Regions from separate parts of the Salmo salar genome. Here region 2 is linked to region 1. A link is a contact called in public Hi-C data. All regions are on one chromosome and are shown on one strand. The core of a region is the stretch at or near the end of the contact, and the rest is flanking DNA. Distances in the headings are between cores, read along the strand shown. Region 1 holds the start of LOC106588651 (CTP synthase 1). Region 2 has its middle 20 kb from the start of LOC106588653.

What was found. Hi-C and Micro-C count contacts between places; a contact is called where the count stands out from the background.
Region 2: a contact with region 1 is called in a Hi-C map of gill, with 6 times the contacts expected there. The contact joins the enhancer-like site here to the promoter of LOC106588651 in region 1. A contact is called at or near these places in 3 of 3 Hi-C or Micro-C datasets (blood, gill and muscle).

Annotation. Positions count from the first base shown.
Region 1 is chrssa27:19,803,349-19,808,271 of Ssal_v3.1, reverse strand. LOC106588651 (CTP synthase 1) reads left to right here and starts at 2,418. Exons shown (of 17, transcript XM_014177837.2): 1 at 2,418-2,549; 2 at 3,611-3,783; 3 at 4,424-4,594. The coding sequence starts at 3,618.
Region 2 is chrssa27:19,889,170-19,894,092 of Ssal_v3.1, reverse strand. No RefSeq gene overlaps it. Among protein-coding and RNA genes, the nearest start is that of LOC106588653, 20 kb to the right of the region's middle. Within about 2 kb of position 2,097, at least 4 of the 13 cell types and tissues checked have an H3K27ac peak or open chromatin away from gene starts, as enhancers often do. A contact at or near this core is called in gill, where this site is marked.

The sequences.
Region 1 (4,923 bases), core at 1,169-3,668:
CCCAACTACCGAACCATCTAATGATGGTATTTAGAAATAAATGATCTGGTCAACTTTTGGAAAGCTCATAGTCTGAGGTAGCCATTAAAAAAGTATGGTCCACAGATCTATACTGAATCTGAACAAACCTTTATCTGGAACAGAATATGGAAAAATATGTCCTTGGCATCCCGTAAACAGAACCATCAACAGTTTGCTCACAAACTGTTTTTAACACCAAGGAAACAGTTTATGATGAAATTGGCCCCAACTCCCATCTTTTCACTGTTCCCAGAGTTTTTATTTAACTAGGCAAGTAAGTTAAGAACAAATAGTTATTTACAATGACAGCCTACCCCAGCCAAACCCAGATGAAGCTGGGCCAATTGTGCACCGCCCTATGGGACTCCCAATCACTGACAGATGTGATACAGCCTGGACTTGAACCAGGGACTGTAGTAACACTTCTTGCACCGAGAAGCAGTGCTTTAGACCTCTGCACCACACAGGAACCCTGAATTAGGTATGCACATTCCTCCATTTGATGTGGGAGTGCCCTGCAGTTAAATACTTATAGGGTCAAGTTTATTTTAGTGCATGAATGTAAATATTCAATTATTTGCATCTATTATGTTACTTAACGATGATAGCTCCTTGAATCTCTCCATAAATCAGAGACGATTACTGCTGGCAGGCAGCACTGCAGCAAAAAAATATGTTGGCTCTTAGAAGGCAATCACCTCACTCTCTCCCCATTTGCCAGCGGATAAAGTTACTATTAAAAGTTATACAATTCGACAGTGAGAAGGAATGGTGCTAGTCATAGAACAATTGAGGCCTGGACAAATATACTTTACTTTAAAGTCAAGTATATTCAGTTTCTGCATGGCGCAATGGTCTAAAGCACTACATCTCAATGCAAACGGCATCACTACAGTCCCTGGTTAAAATCTAGGCTGTATCACATCCAGCTGTGATTGGGAGTCCCATAGGGTGGTGCACAATTGGCCCAGCGTTGGCTGGAGAAGGCTGTCATTGTAAATAAGAATTTGTTCTTAACTGACTTGCCGAGTTAAAGAATTATCTCAGCAAAAGCCCAACACTTACAAATTAACAATTCATAAAGCCCAACACAAACATGTAAGGGATCATGGATTCACCTGGTCAGTCTGTCATGGAAAGAGCATGTGTTTCTAATATTTTAGACACTCAGTATATATACCTATTTGAATCTTTTTTTACATTCTTTGCTTTCAGGCCCACGAGAAAGGGTTGATATGGGGAAGGTTTTCTCTGGTCTCAGGGAGGGGTGGCGGGAGGGTGAGGGTTGCCTGATGAGCAACCATAGTTGCTAGGAGGTGGGAAGGTTTCGGGAGAGGGGGGTGGGGGAGTTGGGTGGAGACACGGGAGGTTGGGGGTTGAGGCCCACTTCTTTTTGTTTTCTTTTCCTGTTTATACTGAATGTATTATTACTTAAACTCTGGATTTTTTCCCCTTCTTCTTCTTTTGAGTGGCAGCCTACTAGTACATGTTTTATAAATGTATCATTTGAAATGGATAATGTACCTGTAACCCCCCCAACAAAAAAATAACAAAACAAATAAAAATGTGGTTAAAAAAAATAAAACTCAAATCTGCCAACCTGCCCCCAGGTAGAACAGATGAGTATGAAAGTGGATGTGATCTTGTGTGTTTACATGTAAACATAATTATAAAGGCCTTAGGTACCAGGGGTAGAGCGAAGAGGCATTGCACCACTATTGTACTCCCTCCATTGCAGAATATATAATATACTTTTCAAAAGATGTATATGCATTAAAGACAACGTTTATTGTTTCCTAATTTATTTATTGCGTTTTTCTGCCATGTACAGCCCGTCAGAGCAGCCACCAAGGATTTTAGATGGAGCAATACTGTCACCTGCCGGTTGCCCCACTAATTATCAGCTGTAAACACACCTTCACCATCATGTGGACTGTTCAGCGTATTTTTTACATTTTATTTAACCTTTATTTAACTAGGCAAGTCAGTTAAGAACATATTCTTGGTTACAATGACGGCCTACCAAAAGGCAAAATACCTCCTGTGGGGACGGGGGCTGGGATTAAAAAGGAAAAAGAAATAACATAAATACAGGACAAAACACACATCACGACAAGAGACAACACTACATAAAGAGAGACCTAAGACAACAACATAGCAAGACAGCAACACATGACAGCACAGCATGGTAGCAACACAAAACATGGTACAAACATTAATGTCGTTTGCTGGTTTGTACCGGACATCATTTGACTATTTTACTCAAAATCATGCAATTATTATAAATATGTAGACATAACAATATGCAATAACGATTGGCATATTGATATAGCTTAAACCCTGAAGAAAAAAGACAATAGTTACATTTCCAGCGTGGTGCGTGCGCAGATCCGACGCAACCGTGACGTACTCGACCACAAGGCCACTCTTGCTTAGTCGCGCGTCTTTTTCTGTACTGCTCTGGTAGAACATTTGGCCAGTCAACACGTGTTGGAACTTGGAGTGGATGGATAGTCAATTCTAATTAAGTAACTTTTTTTATTTTATTATCCAAGATTTGAAGGAATAATTTAAATGTATATACATTGACAATTTTAAATTAATCAAGTCCAAATATTTACCATTTGACCGCCTTACACTATTTAGTTTTGGTGAGTTGAAAAACATGCTTCCTTTGTGAACACCGCAGCGCTAAGGTAGCCTAGCCTGCTGTTAGCTTGTTAGCTCAATTGACGCGATGGAGTCAAATATTTGTAGAGCTCGTTGTTCTATCTGTGATGGAATCATCGGGCTAGGTGACCTTGGAGTCCGCATTTTATATATTCCTTGTACTGTATTATGACAGGGTTGGTCGCATGGTACATCAATGCATTGTCCTAGGTTAGGATTCAGTTTAGCTAGCTATCCGGCTAGTGTGACTAAAAGTTATTGATAATGGAATAGGATATCAAGCTAACTGTTCTGTAGATAACGTTACTTTATATGTTGCAAGTCCTTTACTGTTAGGTAACTTGTGTTACAACCTTTGCACCTGGCTGACTGCAATGTTTACTAACGAACTCAGTTGTTGTACATTGTTGCGTTTACTTGGTGGTTGTAGCCACAGAGTAGATATTTTAGATTTCCGATTTTAGAAAAAAGTAACGTTGATGCCTTAGATGCGCGCGCCCTCTTTGTCCTTTATTTCTCTGACCAATGTAACGTTAGCCACCACGCAGGTTTCACTGTACGGTTTTTGCATGTACTGTACTATCGAACGATAGGAATCAGCAAGACCTGAGGGGAAGGAATGTTGATTACAAAAAACTCTTGTGCAATTTTTCCACCATCTCAGAGGGGTAGACTTGCTTGGTTGAGCAACACTAAATGAAAAAGACAGGGCTAAAGTTTTTTGCTTCAGGGCACAACGGCAGGAGATGGCATCTAGGTGTAGGATACCTAGAATCCTCCCAGTCAGACTTGGGATTCGAACCAGAAATGTTCCAGTTGCTGGTGCACCTCTCCAACTTCTAGACTACCTGCCGCCTCAAGTAGCTACTAGAATCAATTAACTACATTACTGTAATCCGTATTATTGTCTCCTACCCAGTGCCACAATGAAGTACATCCTGGTCACTGGTGGCGTCATCTCAGGCATCGGGAAGGGCATCATCGCCTCCAGTGTGGGAACCATCCTCAAGTCATGTGGTCTGCGTGTCACCGCCATCAAGATTGACCCCTACATCAACATAGATGCAGGGACCTTCTCTCCGTACGAGCATGGTGAGCTCAGGAAATGTTCTGTGTTATAGAAATAGTGATTTTAATATCTGCCTTGTGTGTATGCTGTGTAATTTGGTTCACAATGGTGAGTCCAGGGTCATGAAACAGAAGAAAATGCTAACAAACTATTATAGGTTGAAACGACACTGTCAATGCAATTATATGCCATGATGAGGCCTCCTAAGTACTATTCTCTGTTTGTTATGGAATTACTTTCTTTGCTCACGCACAGTTGTCGGAATCAGAAAAGGTTATTGCCATACAATAAATGTTACTAGGAATGTGTGTTGGTGTCCTGTGTACACAGAAGGGTACATCAACATCAATAGTCTAGATCCCTCAAACTAAACTCTGGACCTTGAAGTCAGTTCCGCCCCTCTAATCAGGGACTGATTTTTGACATGGGGCTCAAGGTGTGTGTAATTAATTATCAGGTCAAACAGAAAACCAGCAGGCTCTGGACCTCGTAGGGTAAGAGTTTAATACCCCTGGTCTAGATCAACATCGATACAGATGGAGACATGAACATCTATTCCAATATCCAGAATCCTGTCCCTCCCTTAAAACTAGGGTTTTAACCATACCACTCGACTTCTTCCGGGTGAGGTGTTTTAACGCTGTTCCTCTGCTCTCCCTCCAGGTGAGGTGTTTGTGCTGGACGATGGGGGTGAGGTGGATCTGGACCTGGGGAACTACGAGAGGTTCCTGGACATCAGACTGACCAAAGACAACAACCTGACCACCGGCAAGATCTACCAGTCTGTCATCAACAAGGAGAGGAAAGGAGACTACCTGGGAAAGACCGTACAGGGTAAGACTACCTATAAGACGGTGCGGGACAAGTGCTGGGATGACTTGTAGAAACTGTGTATATACAGGGGTTAAAGGAAGAGCTACCAATCTGTCATCAACAAGAAGAGGAGACTACCTGGGAAAGACTGTACATAGTCATGCTGAGAGAGAGACTGGGTATACAGGAGTTCAGACCCTTGTTGAATAGCTGATATGCATTTGATTTAGCTTGACATGGCAGTTCTGTCCAATATCCTATGAAGAACCAATGACAAAAAGGAAGGATATGAGCTATCAAGTTCTCTTGTCACATTCTCTGCATCTCCAGACTAACTGTCCCTGTTTGGT
Region 2 (4,923 bases), core at 848-3,347, 86 kb before region 1:
CATGTGATAAAGGGTCTGAGGATTAGTCATGAAGGGGGGGGGGGTGAAACAGAGGAAAGATGAGGAGAGGGAGAGGGGCGTGGAGGCTGCTTATATTACATGCTGCTAGGAGTCTGTCTGTCTGTCTGTCTGTCTGTCTGTCTGTCTGTCTGTCTGTCTGTAGCTGACTTATATTCCAACTGCTGCTATAGCCTGCCTGTTTGTCTCCTTATGTAAGAATGCTGTTAATTGACTACAGCTCAGCGTTCAACACCATAGCACCCACAAAGCTCATCACTAAGCTAAGGACTCTGGGACTAAACATCTCCCTCTGCAACTGGATCCTGGACATCTTGACTGGCCGCCCCCAGGTGGTAAGAGTAGGCAACAACACGTCTGCCACGCTGATTCTTCTTAACACTGGGGCCCCACAGGGGTGTGTACTTAGTCCCCTCCTGTATTCCCTGTTCACCTACGACAGGACAACAACCTCTCCCTCAATGTAAGCAAGACAAAAGAGTTGATTGTGGACTAAAGGAAAAGGCGGGGCAAACAGGCCCCCATTAACATCGACGGGGCTGTAGTGGAGCGGGTCGAGAGTTTCAAGTTCCTTGGTGTCCACATCAACAACCATCTATCAAGGTCCAAACATACCAAGACAGTCGTGAGGAGGGCACGACAAAACCTTTTCCCCCTCAGGAGACTGAAAAGATTTGGCATGGGTCCCCAGATTCTCAAAAGGTTTTACAGCTGCACCATCAAGAGCATCCTGACCGGTTGCATCACCGCTTTTTATGGCAAATGCTCGGCATCTGACCGTAAGGCGTTACAGAGGGTAGCGTGAACAGCCCAATATATCACTGGGGCCAAGCTTCCTGCTATCCAGGACTTATATAATAGGCGGTGTCAGAGGAAAGCCCATAAAATTGTCAGAGACTCCAGTCACCCAAGTTATAGAGTGTTCTCTCTGCTACCACACGGTAAGCGGTACCGGAGTGCCAAGTGTAGGACTAAAAGGCTCCTCAACATCTTCTACCCCCAAGCCATTAGACTGCTGAACAATTAATAAAATTGCCACCAGACAGTTTACATTGACCCCCCCCACCTCCCTTTTGTATACTGCTGCTACTCACTGTTTATTATCTATGCATAGTCACTTCACCCCCACCTACATGTACAGATTACCTCAACTAGCCTGTTCCCCCACACACTGACTCGGTACCGGTGCCCCCTGTATATAGCCTCGTTATTGTTATTCTTATTGTGTTACTTTTTATTATTACTTTTTATCTTAGTCTACTTGGTAAATATTTTCTTAACTCTTCTAGACAAGCACAGTTGGTTATGGACTTGTAAGTAAGCATTTCAAGGTAAAGTCTACATTTTAGTCATTTAGCAGACACTCTTATCCAGAGCGACTTACAGTAGTGAATGCATACATTTCATTTTTTTTTTTTTTTCCTGTGCTGGCCCCCCGTGGAAATCGAACCCACAACCCTGGCGTTGCAAACACCATGCTCTACCAACTGAGCTACAGGGAAGGCTACAACTGTTGTATTCGGCGCATGTGACAAATAAAGTTTGATTTGATTTTCTCTAGTGTTAAACAGGACTTACTGCCTGCTTCCTGTTATGGTTCAGAGTTTATGTCACATATCCTGTTCTTTTTCTCCTTTTCTGCTTCACTAAAAACATCTGCACTGTTTTTCATCTGTTTTTACTGCGGTCATCTGCAGAGAGCTGTAGGCCGTCATTGTGTCATTGTAAATAAGAATTTGTTCTTAACTGACTTGCCTAGTTAAATGAAGGTTAAATAAAAATAAAAATAAAAAAGAGAGACATACAGTAACCGTGTGTGTGTGTGTGTGTGTGTGTGTGTGTGTGTGTGTGTGTGTGTGTGTGTGTTCATGTTAACTGATCAGCATGTTTGTCTGTTTGGGGATAGCTGAGTCATATTACTCTGTAAACTGCTTCAGCTCCAACCCACGTACTGTAGGGTATGTCTCATGTTGTGTTGTTACCAGATCACCATGCATGTTGTCACCAAAGGGTAATGCTTCTGGCAGGGATCAGTCTTTACGAGGCATAGCTGATACAGTATGGGTCATGATGTTTACGGTGTGTTTCTGTGTGTGAATACAGTGGGCCTTTGGGCTATGGCTGTGTGTTTGTTGTGTACACTGTTACCACATCCTCACACAGAAAGCAGGAAGAACTCTTAACTTCTAATGTGGCCAGTCTTGTACACCTAACCTTGTGGGGACACACAATTCAGTCCCATTCAAAATCCTATTTTCCCTAACCACTAACCCTAACCCTTAACGTAATTGTAAACGTAACACTAATTCTAACCTTAACCCTAAACCCCCTAGAAATAGCATTTGTCCTCTTGGGGACTAAAAATGGCCCCAGTTGGTCAAATTTTTGTTTGTTTACTATTTTTGTGGAGACTTCAGGTCCCCACAAGAATAGTTCAACACGTCCACGCACACAAACATACACACACACACATATACACACACACAAACAGAAAAGACGAGAGAGAAACAGAGAACGAGAGAGAAAGAGAGAGGGGGAGTCTATATTGTGAGGCATACGTAGGTTCCCAGTTTGTCTGTTCCTCTCACCAGAGGAGTGAATTTGCATGGCTGAGTCAGCAGGCGCACTTGCACCACACAGAGAAACTGCTCAGGAAATTCCCCTCTTCCATGGCTGGGGGTGACTCAGTGTTGCGCGGGCGAGAGGTGTGTAGTGCTCTACCTGCAGTCCATTGAGAGTACATTATGATTCTATGTGTGTGTCTCTTGGGAAGTCTGTCCCAGAGATTGGTAGTGCAGTGTGAATGGGAGGCAGGAATCTCATGGGCGCTCTTTCACAGCGAATTCATCAAGGACAGCAAATCATTGTGCCCCGGACGTTGATTCAGAAGGCCTGCTTTGGCCATCCTAAGTCCTTCCTTGTTCTCTACCATTGCCATTGATCCTCACTTTGTCCTGTTACCATAGATACAATAGCCTAGACAACATTTTGATAAACGCTGAAATGTTTTGCATTTCAGTGATAGGTCTGCAGCCATTGCTACTCAGTCAACCATTTCTTATGATCACCTCATCACTTAAATCCCTACAGATAAGCAACTATTGTCAATAGACTCCTCAGCCTCATTTACCTTGTTCACCTGTCCTTGTGAAATCCACCTCATTGTAGTTCAGTGGTTACCATGCCTGTAAAGAGATCATTGATATTAACTATTTGGTATAAGATAGAGTATGTTATCTGAACGAGTATCAAAATGACTGTTGTAAGAGCGGGGTCATGTTGATAGTGTGATGCCACACACGGTTGTTTGTTCGCTTAAGTGACGTCCATGAGAAAGATGGTTGTGTCTGCTGCATGCATACACACAAACACACACACACTGCTACGTTCCAATCTAATCAAAATGACACAGTGACCTTGGAGAAGAACAGTCAATGGTATTTTTAGACCGTTATTCTTGTCACAGGCATCTTCTTTTCTTTTCCTCATGTTCTTCTCCCTTTCTTTCTTGCTCCAGTCGAGCCCCACCGGGCCTGCCTGCCTGGGGCCTGCCTGCCTGGGGCCTGCCTGCCTGGGGCCTGCCTGCCTGGGGCCTGCCTACCTGGGGCCTGCCTGCCTGGGGCCTGCCTGCCTGGGGCCTGCCTGCCTGGGGCCTGCCTACCTGGGGCCTGCCTGCCTGGGGCCTGCCTACCTGGGGCCTGCCTGCCTGGGGCTTGCCTGCCTGAGGCCTGCCTGCCTGGGGCCTGCCTGCCTGGGGCCTGCCTGCCTGCGCTCGCACTTTGGTGTGTGCGTGTGTGTAAAACAAGGCTCTCAGGAAGACAATGAGGCCCTCTCACCAGGGAAGGACTGACTGCTAGTACATCACTCTGTCTCTACTCTGACTGAAACACTTCTTCATGCCAACTCGATAAAAGGGTTTTTGATCCCTACTCAAATCTTCAAAAGATAGAGTGCTTGGAGATGTCACGTAAGGATCTTCCAGTTTAGTTCCTAAATTGACTGACATGGATTGGAATTGACCCCTGGAAGTGTTTGTTGGTTAAGGCTACCACCTTGCACACTCATGTCCTAAAATAGATTTGTTTGCCTTATTTACATCAGTGCTGTTGGCTGATGAGCAATGAAAAAAGGTCAAACAAGAATTTAAACAAGATAAAACAAGATATACAAAAATGAATTATTCGTCTTATTTAGGTCAGCTATAGGCCAATGAGCTATGAAAAAAAACAAGACCAATACATCACTAATGTCTGGTGACCCCGCCTATCAGCATATCACTAATCAGACAGAGGCTAGTGTCACACAGTCAGCATGGCTGGCTCAACCCTGGAAAACACTGACTCAACAGTGAGTCAGTTACATATGTCTAATGAGTTATGTCAACCTGGAAGCTGTTTCATTTGGTATGGTTGAGTGGTGGGAAGGTGGTAGAAAGAAAATGAAAGCAATAGTCAGCCACAAGAAGTAGATCCCTGTAGCGTTTGTATCAATTTCATCCAATTCAGTAAGTGAACTGGTTTTCCAATTCCATATGTCCTCATTGAAAAGCAAACAGAGGTAGAAAGACAGATGAACAGGGACAGACAGACAGACAGACAGACAGACAGACAGACAGACAGACAGACAGACAGACAGACAGACAGACAGACAAAGACATACACAGACCGGCAGACAGACACAGGCAGGTAGGCAGGCAGACAGACAGACACAAACAGACAGACAGGCAGGCAGGCAGGCAGGCAGACAGACAGACAGGCAGGCAGGCAGGCAGGCAGGCAGACAGACACTGATACAAAAAGAAAGAGTCAGACAGAAAGAGAAGAGAATATAGGAAGGGCCTTTGTCAGAGAGAGAGAGTCCTCAAGGACACAGTATGCCGTCCATGGGAGTCAGGCTAAGGTATTG